Regions from separate parts of the Ovis aries genome. Here region 1 is linked to region 2. A link is a contact called in public Hi-C data. All regions are on one chromosome and are shown on one strand. Each heading gives the region's core, a stretch centred on a gene start, on an enhancer-like site or on the middle of the called end of the contact. The rest is flanking DNA. Distances are from core to core; before and after follow the strand shown. Region 1 holds the start of MOB3B (MOB kinase activator 3B). Region 2 overlaps MOB3B (MOB kinase activator 3B).

Region 1 (5,435 bases), core at 1,886-4,385, 210 kb after region 2:
AAGAAAAAACTCCTATGTATTGATAGGGAAATGGTAACTGGCACAAGTTTCCTACAGAACAATATAGCAATCTTAAATGTCATTAAAAAAAAAAGTACATTAACCCCTTAGACCTAGTTATCCTATCTCCAGAAATCCATGTAAGCAATTGGAGCCTTATTTATAATATCCCCCCTCCTTCTGTTTTAATTTTTACCTCTGTATTTTTTTGTTTTGTCAATGCTGGGGAGGGTCTTCTTCTAATTCTAAAATTAAAGAAGTCATACAAGCTTATCTCTCACTATAATTACCCTGTTTTCTTTACTGGAGTAGACTGGGACAGACATTGCCCTTTCACTTTGTTAATGATGCTTTTAGACACTCGAGCAACTCAGGCGCTTCCTGCTTTTCCAGTATTGCTGCTGCTAAATTTCAAAGGAATCCTTCCTTGGGGATCATTTTCATAATGCAGTATTTGTAAAGTCCCTTCTGGTGCTTCTAACATTTTGCTTTCTTTCTTCTGCGGGTCCCACTGGTAACATCCAGAAATTACTGGAGAATATGTTCTGTGTGTCCTCTCTGCTGACTTGGTCTCCTTTGTTCTTCTTTATTAAATGGAAGCTCAAAAGTTCCCACTCTGGTAAAGCAAACTCCTGTAGCTGTGCAGAGGCACAGTGTCTACTTAAAACCTTCCAGTGGGCACAAGGTCACAGGTGTTCATACAGAAGCTTCCTCCCTCCCCTGGCTTGGGGCACAGATCAAAAAGTGAAGGATTAAAAAAAAAAGAGCCTCCCTGAGCCTTCCTGGGACAGGCACTGACTGTATGTCAGACAGAAAAAGCTAACACCAGTATATGTAAGGCTATGTGCAGGTATACATTCCAACAGGTGTATAGACAGTCTCCCCTCACCAGCTAAGCAACTCTGGGAGCATCATCTGGGGACCCTGCCCTCTGAGAATGGCTACTACGTTTTTGCCCAAATTCTATTCCCTCTATCCTCCGAGGCATAGTTGATTTACAATATTATATTAGTTTCAGGTGTACGTCCTAGGTCTTTAATAATCCTCGGTCACTAAGAATAAGCACCACGTGTAAGCACACAACTTGATAGGAAAGGCAGAGTAATAATAGGGTCGTTATAACCTCACCGGCGCGCTCACAGGGGAATTCGGTCCCCAGACACAGATTCGCAGGGACTGGGTAACGTCTACACAGTCAGTGCTGGGTCCTCCATGTCTGCTCTTACCAAATGTTGAGAGGGTTCCCGGGCTTTAAACTGGAGCGCTGTGCGAAGTCAGGACCCCAAGTTCATTCTGGAGGGAGCCACTTCACTCCTATTTCTAAGCAAAGTCTCGAGGCTTCCTAGGTTATTTCTACATCTCCATTAGTGAGTGGCTCGGCGATACAGAATCAGCCTGCAATGCAGGAGACTCAGAAGACCCGAGTTACAGAAGAGGACCCTTCCCGACATGGATGGGGAAGATCCTCTGAAGAAGGAAATGTCAACCCATTCCAGTGTTCTTGCCTGGGAAAGTCCATGGACAGAGGAGCCTGGCGGACTACAGTCCACGGGGTCGCAAAAGAGTCGGACACAACTGAGCACAGCACTGCACACACGCCCTGCTTAGACTCGCCTGCCCTTCGGCGCTTGGAAACTCAGAGCCTTAGTCTCAGAGCCTTGGACTTAACTGTTTGCCTATCAGACTTGCCCAGATCCCGTCCCACCGCCTGGCAACGGGCCAACCACACGCCTTTAGGCGGAGATTGGAATCCACTGGAACTCACAGGAAAGGGGCACCCGGGATTGGGGCAGCACCTCGCTTCCACTCTCTCCCGCGAGCGGCACCTTCTGGATCTGCGCTCCGCCGCGCGCTAGGGATAAGATCTGAGAAATGCGCCCGGGGCCACAGGCAGCGGAGGAGGCGGGGAAGGCACAACTTTCCCTCCGCCCTCTCACCGCAAGGCCCGGGAGGGGCGGCCCCACAGGAGTCGGGCTCCTCGCCTTCCCCAGGCGGGCTCCCGGGCGCAAGCTGGCCGGGAGGCTGGCGTAGGGGGGCGGGGGAGGAGGACGAGAGGGGCTTCCTTGTCTCCAGAGCCCCGCCAGATGTTAGAAAGGCGAACAATAGGGGAAACGCCGAGAAACAAAAGGCCATTCGCCTGGATCTCCATCGGCTCTGTCGCGTGGTCCCTGCGAGGCGGTCGTCTGGGAGGGGTCAGGGAGGTGGGTAAGGGGGGATCTTGAGAAGTCTGGGGTGTCGGTTTGGTACTTACTTGCCAGGCCCCGGGGGTCGGCCCTGTACCCTTCCAGAGCGGTCCAAAGGCAGGGAGGAGCAATCAGGAAAGTTGAAAGGGTTTTCACCTTCCTGAGTGTAGGGAAAGGGAGGGGCTGGGATTCCAGATGTTTGACAGTTGTTGGCCCAGGGGTTCCGAAGGATTTGTACGCCCTTTACACACCCTCTCCCTCCGCGAAGCAGCAGCAGTCCCCGGGGCGACCCGGCCGACGCAGCGGAGTTCCCCTTAGCAGTCCCGAGCCGAGCCTCCGCCTTCAATACCAAGACGCCCTAAACGTGGTCCCCCTGCCCGGGCGCACTTTGGTAAAAGTTTGTCTTCCCGCCACCCACAGTCCAGCATGCACTCTGCAATCATCTGCGATCCGGGATGGATTCGGGGACAGAGTCGTACCGCCCCCTCCTCCCCAAGAGAAGAACGATTTCACTGATAGACCTTTAACATTCAAGGCCCCGGAGCCCGGGAGGACTCTCGTTCCAACCCGGGAAGGGAGCGGGAGGAGGCTGCCAGAAGCCAAGACGCGGGCAGGGGTCTGAGGCCGATTCCAGTCCCGGAAGCAGGCGGAGGGCGGGCGGGGAAACAGGGTCCGCCGCCTCCCGCCCTCCTGTTGCACTCGCCCCAGGTGTGCCCCGCACCTCTAAACCGCCCGGGCGCGACCCGGCGCGAGCGGCTGCGAGCTGCGCCACCTCCCCGCGCTCGGAGCGAGTTCTCACTCACCGTGGGGTTTTACCTTCAGCCCCGGGGCCCTGTCGGCTGCCCGCGCCGGGGCAGCTGCTGGCGGCGCGAGAGGAAGACGGTGAGCTCGGGGCAGGAGGGGCGACGCTCGCGGATCCAGTGCGGGGCTCCCAGGCCAGCGCGCGCGGTCTCAGCAAGCGCGCGGGCGAGCGAGCACCCGGCTCCAGCTGCCGCCGCCGCCGCCGCTCCAGAGCAGCCCCCACCGGCACCCGGAGCGCGGCTCCCTTGCGAGGGCGCGAGCGGAGCGGGGACCCCCTGGCGGCCGCCTTCGGAACGGCAGCTCCCTTGGGAAGGAACGTCAGGTCGCCTTAGGGTCATCTTCCCTCCGGAAAGAGGTGGGGAATGGACCGTCTGAGCGGGGCTCCCAGCCTCCTGGGAAAAACATTGACCCTTTGGCCAGGGCGAGGAGGAAGCTATCAGATCAGAAAGGATGCGTTCTGGATCCACCACGGTCACATCCAAAGCACCTAGAGAGGGGGAAATTGCTTACTTTCTCCAGGGTTTTTTGACTTGAAAAATGCTATGGACTGCCAGACAGAGAATAGCAGTAATCATTGGAAACTACTTCGAGATTCTAGCAAATTCACTAGAATAAGCTGAGAGTAATGAAATGAGCATGGACCTTGAATCCCAACCCACAGCCTGCCCCTTTCTCTTTGTGTGATATTGGTCTATGACCTCTAAACCTCAGTATTCTCTGTAAATTGGGAAGAGCAGCGTCTACCTGCAAGGGTGGTACTAAAGGATAAACTAAACATAGAAAGTATTCTTTGTTCATAGTAGGAGTCATGATATATAAGCCTCCTGAGGCAGAAAAAAAATGTCTTCCATATCTTTTTATTCCTCGTATAATAGCATCTTCGTCCACATTGACTGCGAAGAATACCAAATGACTAGGTATTACATTTTATAATTCTCAGTACACGCTTTAAAGAAGTATGGAAAGATATTAAGTAGAAACTAGACTACACAGAGAAACATCTCTCCCCCAAAAGCTATTTCCACAACCACCAAGTGAGAACCTCTAAACCCACACTCATCCTTTGCAATATCAAGTCTGATACTATAAGAAATATTTAATAGTCATGGTCTAATGATATCAACCCTGAATTAAAGGATTCCACTGAATTTTGTGTCATTTGGCAATGCAAAGATATTGAAGACTGTGAATATAAAACTCAAACTCGAGAAGAAAAAATGGTCAGACACTAAAACCCATCCAACTAAGAAGCGTTTTGAGTCACTGTTGACTCATGCAATCTCATTTCTAAGCTGTCTCAACCCTCATTCACTTCTTTAAAGCTCCTTTTGTCCTTTGGCCTCATGGCAATCAACTCTTCTTCCCCATCCAGAACAATTAGGGTGAAAGTGTCTCTTAATTACCCTAGTTTACCTTTCCTAGTCCTTCTGTTTCACTCCTTTTCCCAAATTGGGAAAAGCCTGTTGCCTGCCCTAGAATTCTCGTTACAGAGTTTTTCTGTTCTGTCAAGAAGAGAGGAAAAATAAGTTTTTCTGTCTCAGAAACTAAAGAAGAACATCAAGAGCCAACTTCTGCTCTCGAACAAAGGGCTCAAGATCCAGGGCACAGACGGGCAGAGTATGTGTAGGGCAAAGAAAACATTGGATGCTAATCAATAAGCACTGATGGAACTGTCTCTGCCTCTCTGCTTGGGTTTCAGCCTTGCCTCATCCCACTTCCTCCCCTTAGTGGCCCCTTCAATGGGGAGCAACAGTGAAGCTGGTGGGGGTGGGAGGAACCTTCATTATTTCCTGGCTAACTTTCACCAGTGAGTGGGGTCAGTATGATGAATCTTCCTGATCCAGCTTCCCTGCCTGTGAGCTGGTGACTGGAAGAGGATGGCGCAAACTTCAGAATCTGCTCTGAAAGGCCAGCATTTTAAATCCAAGCCCTCCTTGGTCCAGTTTCTTAGTCTATTCAGGCAACTGAAAGGAAATACTGTAGACTGGGTGGCTGATAAACAGAAACGACTTCTCAAAGTTTTAGAGGCTGGGATGCCCAAGAGGAGTGCACTGGCAGATTTGGTGTTTGATGATGGCCCATTTCCTCACTGACATCTTTTCTCTGTGTCCTCACATGGCAGAAGGAGGCAAGGAAGCTTTCTCAGGCCTCTTTGCTGTTTTTGGTTGTTGTTTTCATAAATAATTTAGTTTTTGCTGCACACAGGCTTTCTCTAGTTGTGGCAAGTGGGGGGCTACTTTTCGTTATCGTGCACAGACTTCTTATTTGGTGGTCTCTCTTGTTGCAGAACTCAGGCCTAAGGCTCCAGACTTCAGTAGTTATGGCACATGGGCTCAGCAGTTGCAACCCCTAGGCTCTAGAGCACAGGTTCAGTAGTTGTGGTGCATGCTCTGAGGTATGTGGAATCTTAGGAATTGAACCTATGTTTCCTACACTGGCAGGCAGATTCTT
Region 2 (5,477 bases), core at 395-2,894:
ACCTCAGCATGCTTCATGTAAAATTCCTCTAGCATTGTTGACTCTCCATCTAACCTAAAACCTAAAGGTCTCTCTCAGCATTCACACCAGTTCCCAGCTACAGCATTTAACGTTGGTCTGGACTCCCCAGCCACCTGGCCGTCGCTCTCCAGCTCCCCTTCTCTACTGTGAAATCCAGGACAATGCCCATATATATATATATATATATATATATATATATATATATATATATATATATATGTTTTCCTTTGTTCTTCTCTTCCTAAAGCACCTTCCTCCCAACTCCAGCCTCCTTCAAGGCTCTTGATCACTGTTCCTCCTCAAGGACACCCTTCCCATCTCATCCCCATGAAGTCTCAGGTGCTCCTCTTTTGGTTTCCCTTCGTGCCCAGAGCATCTCTCACGTTGTTCTATGGTAGTTTATTATTTCCCAGTTCTGGCAAGACATTGTTCTTGAAGAGATGAACTATGCCTTATTCCTGTTTGGACCCTGGTGCACAAGACCTGGCACATACTAGGTGCTTTAAAAATGCTTGTTGATTAGACTAAAATCCAATGAAGAGGAACAATTATTAGGTCTTAAAGTCCCTGTAAAATGAGAGCTGGAAAGAGATACAAACTGGATACCTTACTATGGGGGTGTGCATTTATGTTTATTATGAGTGCATGTCTGACTCCTTGGAACCTCATGGACTTGTCTCCCACTAGGCTCCTCTGTCCATGGAATTTACTTCTTGTTTAAAACTCTGTGAAGTAGGCAATGCTTTTTCTAATTTACAGATGAGGAAACAGAGGCTCAGAGGATTGAAGTAACTTGCCCAAGTTCCCATAGCTAGCAAGTGGGAAGGATAAAGGTTTGAGTCCAGATGTGTTTGACTCAGAAACAAAAATAATTAAACAAACAAATCCTGTTTCTATTACTCCACTGGGAGGGGAAATAAAAGAAAAGGAGTGAGGTTCTTTGTTTTTCTAGTGTTTTAACATGTGTTGGACCATAAAGAAGGCTGAGAGTCGAAGAATTGATGCTTTTGAACTGTGGTGCTGGGGAAGACTCTTGAGGATCCCTTTTACAGCAAGGAGATCAAAGCAGTCCATCCTAAAGGAAATCAACACTGAATATTCATTGGAAGGACTGATGCTGAAGCTGAAGCTCCAATACTTTGGCCACCTGATGTGAAGAGTCAACTCATTGGAAAAATGCTGGGAAAGATTGAGGACAGGAGGAGAAGGGGACGACAGAGGATGAGATGGTTGGATCGCATCACTGACTCAGTAGACAGAGTTTGAGCAAACTCCAGGAGATAGTGGAGGGCAGGGAAGCCTGGAGTGCTGCAATTCATGGGGTCACAAAGAGTTGAACACAATTGAGCAACTGAAAAACAATAAAACATATGTTTGCTTTAGAAGTCCTACAGCAACAGCATTTTAAAGCCAATTTCTTGTTTCCAATTCACCAATTTTCTGCTAATTCTGAGAAACAAGGAGAAAAGGGGAGGAAGAAGTATTGGAAATAAAGTCATGATTGAGAAAGAACAGGACACAAAGAGATGAAAGAAAGGTGGGTGTGGAAGGCGTAGCAGTGTGCTAAGAATGAGAAGACTGTGCCCAAAGCTTGGTGAAAAAGCCCTTTGTGTAAGCGGGCCCTTCCCTACACCAGCCACCACTACGATGAGGTAGTTTGAAGCACACAGAATAGTGTCAGATGCGGCACTAAGGCAGAAGTCAATGACTTCTCAGCTCACAGAGCGCAGGCACGCGCGTGCACACACGCGCATGCACACACGCACACGGCTCTTTCCTTCTCTGATAACGGAGCTTCACCAACACGTTAAAGGCAATATTCGAGGTTATAGTCGAGAAACGGTGACTCCACCCCAAAGGGCCCGGGGTGGGGGTGGGGAAGCGCTCCTGTTCTAAAATGCTTCCTTGAGTCCAATCAGTGGTACAGCCTCAGGACCCAGTTCCTCGAAGCCCCCTAACCTGGAGCACAGCCATGCCTCACCTGTCATCAGTCTCCTCGCAGATAAAGACAGACTTCAGAGAGTGGGGGTGAACTGCAGCGTGAAATACAGAGACCACATTTCTGGACAGACTTGGGGGCCAGGATGTGAGTAAAACACTATGAGTGAGAAGACTGTTTCATTCCTGACAGCAGTTAGCGCCCCTCTCCACCCTGGGTGGGGGCAGTAGCCAGGTCGGAAAGACGACTTTCTGTGGGCCCTCCACCCTACAGATGCCATTTCTTAAAGACTTCAAAACCTCCAAGTTGTATCCATATTATCCCTTTCTTTCTTTGGTGTTGGCTATTTTTCCCTTCCTTAACAAGTGTGTGGGTTGAAAATGGTGACCATCTCAAAAATTTCATTTCTCAAGGGTCTGCTAACCATGCCACCCCACCCCACCCCTATGCACCCCCATCCATTCCAGACAACGTGCTGCTTGCTGATGCCTGGGCTAGGACTTCACCAGAATCATCCCTGATCCACCCGCCCCTCAGGGTCCTCAGATCCTGTCAACACCCATTTCCCTCCAGCAATGTTTCTACACTGGAGGTCAAGCAGGTATTTTGCTATTTCCTCATCTCAGTATCTAACCCACTGGGAGCAAAGCAAGTCCCTTTGGAACTGGCAGTTTTCCTGGAGAAGCAGAGAGGATAAGAAGCAAAGGGAAAGTTAGCCGGCATCAGCAAGGATGCTGTGATTGTCAGCTAAAACGCATGGGGCAACATGGGGTAACATGGGGTGACTTCTGAGTGTAGGTAGGGACAAGGGTTCAATGAGGACTCATAGCATTATGATGCTGTGAGAAGGGTGCCACACTAGTGTCAAAACAACTACAGGGGTAGACTTCCCTGGTGGTTCAGTGGTAAAGAATTCGCCTGCAATCCAGGAGACCCGAGTTCAATCTCTGGGTCAGAAAGATCTCCTGGAGGAGGACATGGCAACCCACTCCAGGATTCTTGCCTGAAGAATCCCACGGATGGAGAAGCCTGGTGGGCTACAGTACATGGGGTCACAAAGAGTCCAACACAATCCAGTGACTAACATTTTCAATTTTCACTTTCCATTTTTCATCTCACACACTAGCAAAGTAATGCTCAAAATTCTCCAAGCCAGGCTTCAACAGTACACGAACCGTGAACTTCCAGATGTTCAAGCTGGATTTAGAAAAGGCAGAGGAACCAGAGATCAAATTGCCAACATCTGTTGGATCATGGAAAAAGCTTGAGAGTTCTAGAAAAACATCTACTGCTTTATTGACTACACCAAAGCCTTTGACTGTGTGGATCACAACAAACTATGAAAAATTTTTAAAGAGATGGGAATACCAGACCACCTTACCTGCCTCTTGAGAACTCTGTATGCAGGTCAAGAAGCAACAGTTAGAACTGGACATGGAACAACAGACTGGTTCCACATTGGGAAAGGAGTACGTCAAGCCTGTATATAGTCACCCTGCTTATTTAACTTATAGACAAAGTGCATCATACAAAATGCCAGGCTGGATGAAGCACAAGCTGGAATCAAGATTGCAGGGAGAAATATCAATGACCTCAGATACGCAAATGACATCACCCTTATTGCAGAAAGTGAAGAACTAAACAGCCTCTTGATGAAAGTGAAAGAGGAGAGTGAAAAAGCTGGCTTAAAGCTCAACATTCAGAAAACTAAGATCATGGCATCCACTACCATCACTTCATGGCAAATAGATGGAGAAACAATGGAAACAGTGAGAGACTTTATTTTCTTGGGCTCCAAAATCATTGCAGATGGTGACCACAGTCATAAAATTAAAAGACATTTGCTCCTTGGAAGAAAAGCTATGACCAATACCAATAAAGGTCCGTATAGTCAAAGCTATGGTTTTTCCAGTGGTCATATATGAATGTGAGAGTTAGACCATAAAGAAAGCTCAGTGCCAAAGAATTGATGCTTTTGAACTGTGGTGTTGGAGAAAACTCTTAAGAGTCCCCTGGACTGCAAGGAGATCCAACCAGTCCATCCTAAAGGAGATCAGTCCTGAGTGTTCGTTGGGAGGATTGATGCTGAAGCTGAAACTCCAATACTCTGGCCACCTGATGCTTAGAACTGACTCATTGGAAAAGACCCTGATGCTGGGAAAGATTGAAACTGGGAGAGGGGGATGACAGAGGATGAGATGGTTGGATGGCATCACCAGCTCGATGGACATGAGTTTGAATAAGCTCCAGGAGTTGGTGATGGACAGGGAAGCCTGGCGTGCTGCAGTCCATGAGGGTTGCAAAGAGTTGGACATGACTGAGCAACTGAACTGAACTGATTTCTCTTCATCCCCTACCAGATAGTCTCACCAAGTTCAAGTGACTGCAGAATTTCAGGGCCTGCCCCCCTCCTCTCTCCAGCCTGGCACGCACCTTGCTTCTGTTTGTTTCTACAAGGAGAGCCCCATTTCCTGAGTCAGTCACCTGTTCTTCCTTCAAGCCCTGCCTAAGTGTCTCCAGATGGGAGACAGAGCTTTTAGGGAAAGGGAACAGGACTCCAGAGTGAGGGAAGAGAGAAGGAGGATTGGGCGGGCCCCAGAGCCGGCTTCTAACAAGGTGCTCTGGCAGCCACCACTCAGACAGTACTCCCTCAGCTCAGAAGGTCAGTGTTTCATTTCAAAGGGGAACTCAGGAAAATATCAGGCTGCAGTGAAATCCTTGGAACGAGAGAGAGGAGGAGAAAATAAAAGCAAACGAGAAAATACAAAACATCCCCAGCCACTCTCTGGCCTGTCCCTGTAGGGACAGCTGGTCTTCAGAAGGTGGAAAGGAGGGCGGGGGCTCCCCCCACCTGCAGACACAGGGCGGCTGCGCAGCTCAGGCCCAGAGCCACCCGGCCCTCCCTGCCAGAGGGTTTCTCCTCTCGGTTTCTAGAATCCAAATAGCATGTATGGCAGGAAATGACAGTGACCTTGACAGTTCCGTGGGGGCTCCATAAGAAACCTCTGTTCCACCCAAGGTGCAGGACCGAACCACTGAGACTCCGCCTTCGCTGCAACAGGGCCTCTCAGTGCACTCGCCAGTGCGACCTACTGGGTCTCCCGGGTGAACTGGCCCACTCAGAGCGGTTCCGATCTGGGTCCGCAGGAGGTCCGAGCCCTGGAAGCACCCCTCCCCGCCGGCCCCCAGTCTCTGTGGCCCCGCCCCCTGGGCTAAGCGCCCTTTCTTCTGGGCTGAGGGCCTTGAGGCCCTGAGGATGCACCGCCTCCCAGTGGTCCTGTGGGTGGGGTTTCCGGGCCAGAAGTTTCTGTCCTTTAGGACAAACTTACCACAGTGTAAAGAGGTGCCTTGGGCCAGACTCAAGCTCCGGGCCTGAACACTTCTTAAAAGCTTTTTTTTTCTTTTTTTAAATTCTTTGAACTTTTTATTTTGTATAGGGGTATTTGTTGACTATGCCAAAGCCTTTGACTGTGTGGATCACAATAAACTGTGGAAAATTCTGAGAGAGATGGAAATA

Evidence for each region. A called contact is a pair of places that touch in the nucleus more often than the background predicts.
Region 1: a contact with region 2 is called in a Hi-C map of hypothalamus, with 6 times the contacts expected there. The contact joins the promoter of MOB3B here to the enhancer-like site in region 2. A contact is called at or near these places in 8 of 16 Hi-C or Micro-C datasets (hypothalamus, liver, muscle and 4 more).

What each region holds. Positions count from the first base shown.
Region 1 is chr2:96,235,052-96,240,486 of ARS-UI_Ramb_v3.0, forward strand. MOB3B (MOB kinase activator 3B) reads right to left here and starts at 3,136. Exons shown (of 4, transcript XM_004004422.6): 1 at 2,987-3,136.
Region 2 is chr2:96,029,792-96,035,268 of ARS-UI_Ramb_v3.0, forward strand. The region is part of intron 3 of MOB3B (MOB kinase activator 3B); the gene reads right to left. Among named protein-coding and RNA genes, the nearest start is that of EQTN, 16 kb to the left of the region's middle. Within about 2 kb of position 1,645, at least 10 of the 54 cell types and tissues checked have an H3K27ac peak or open chromatin away from gene starts, as enhancers often do. A contact at or near this core is called in hypothalamus, where this site is marked.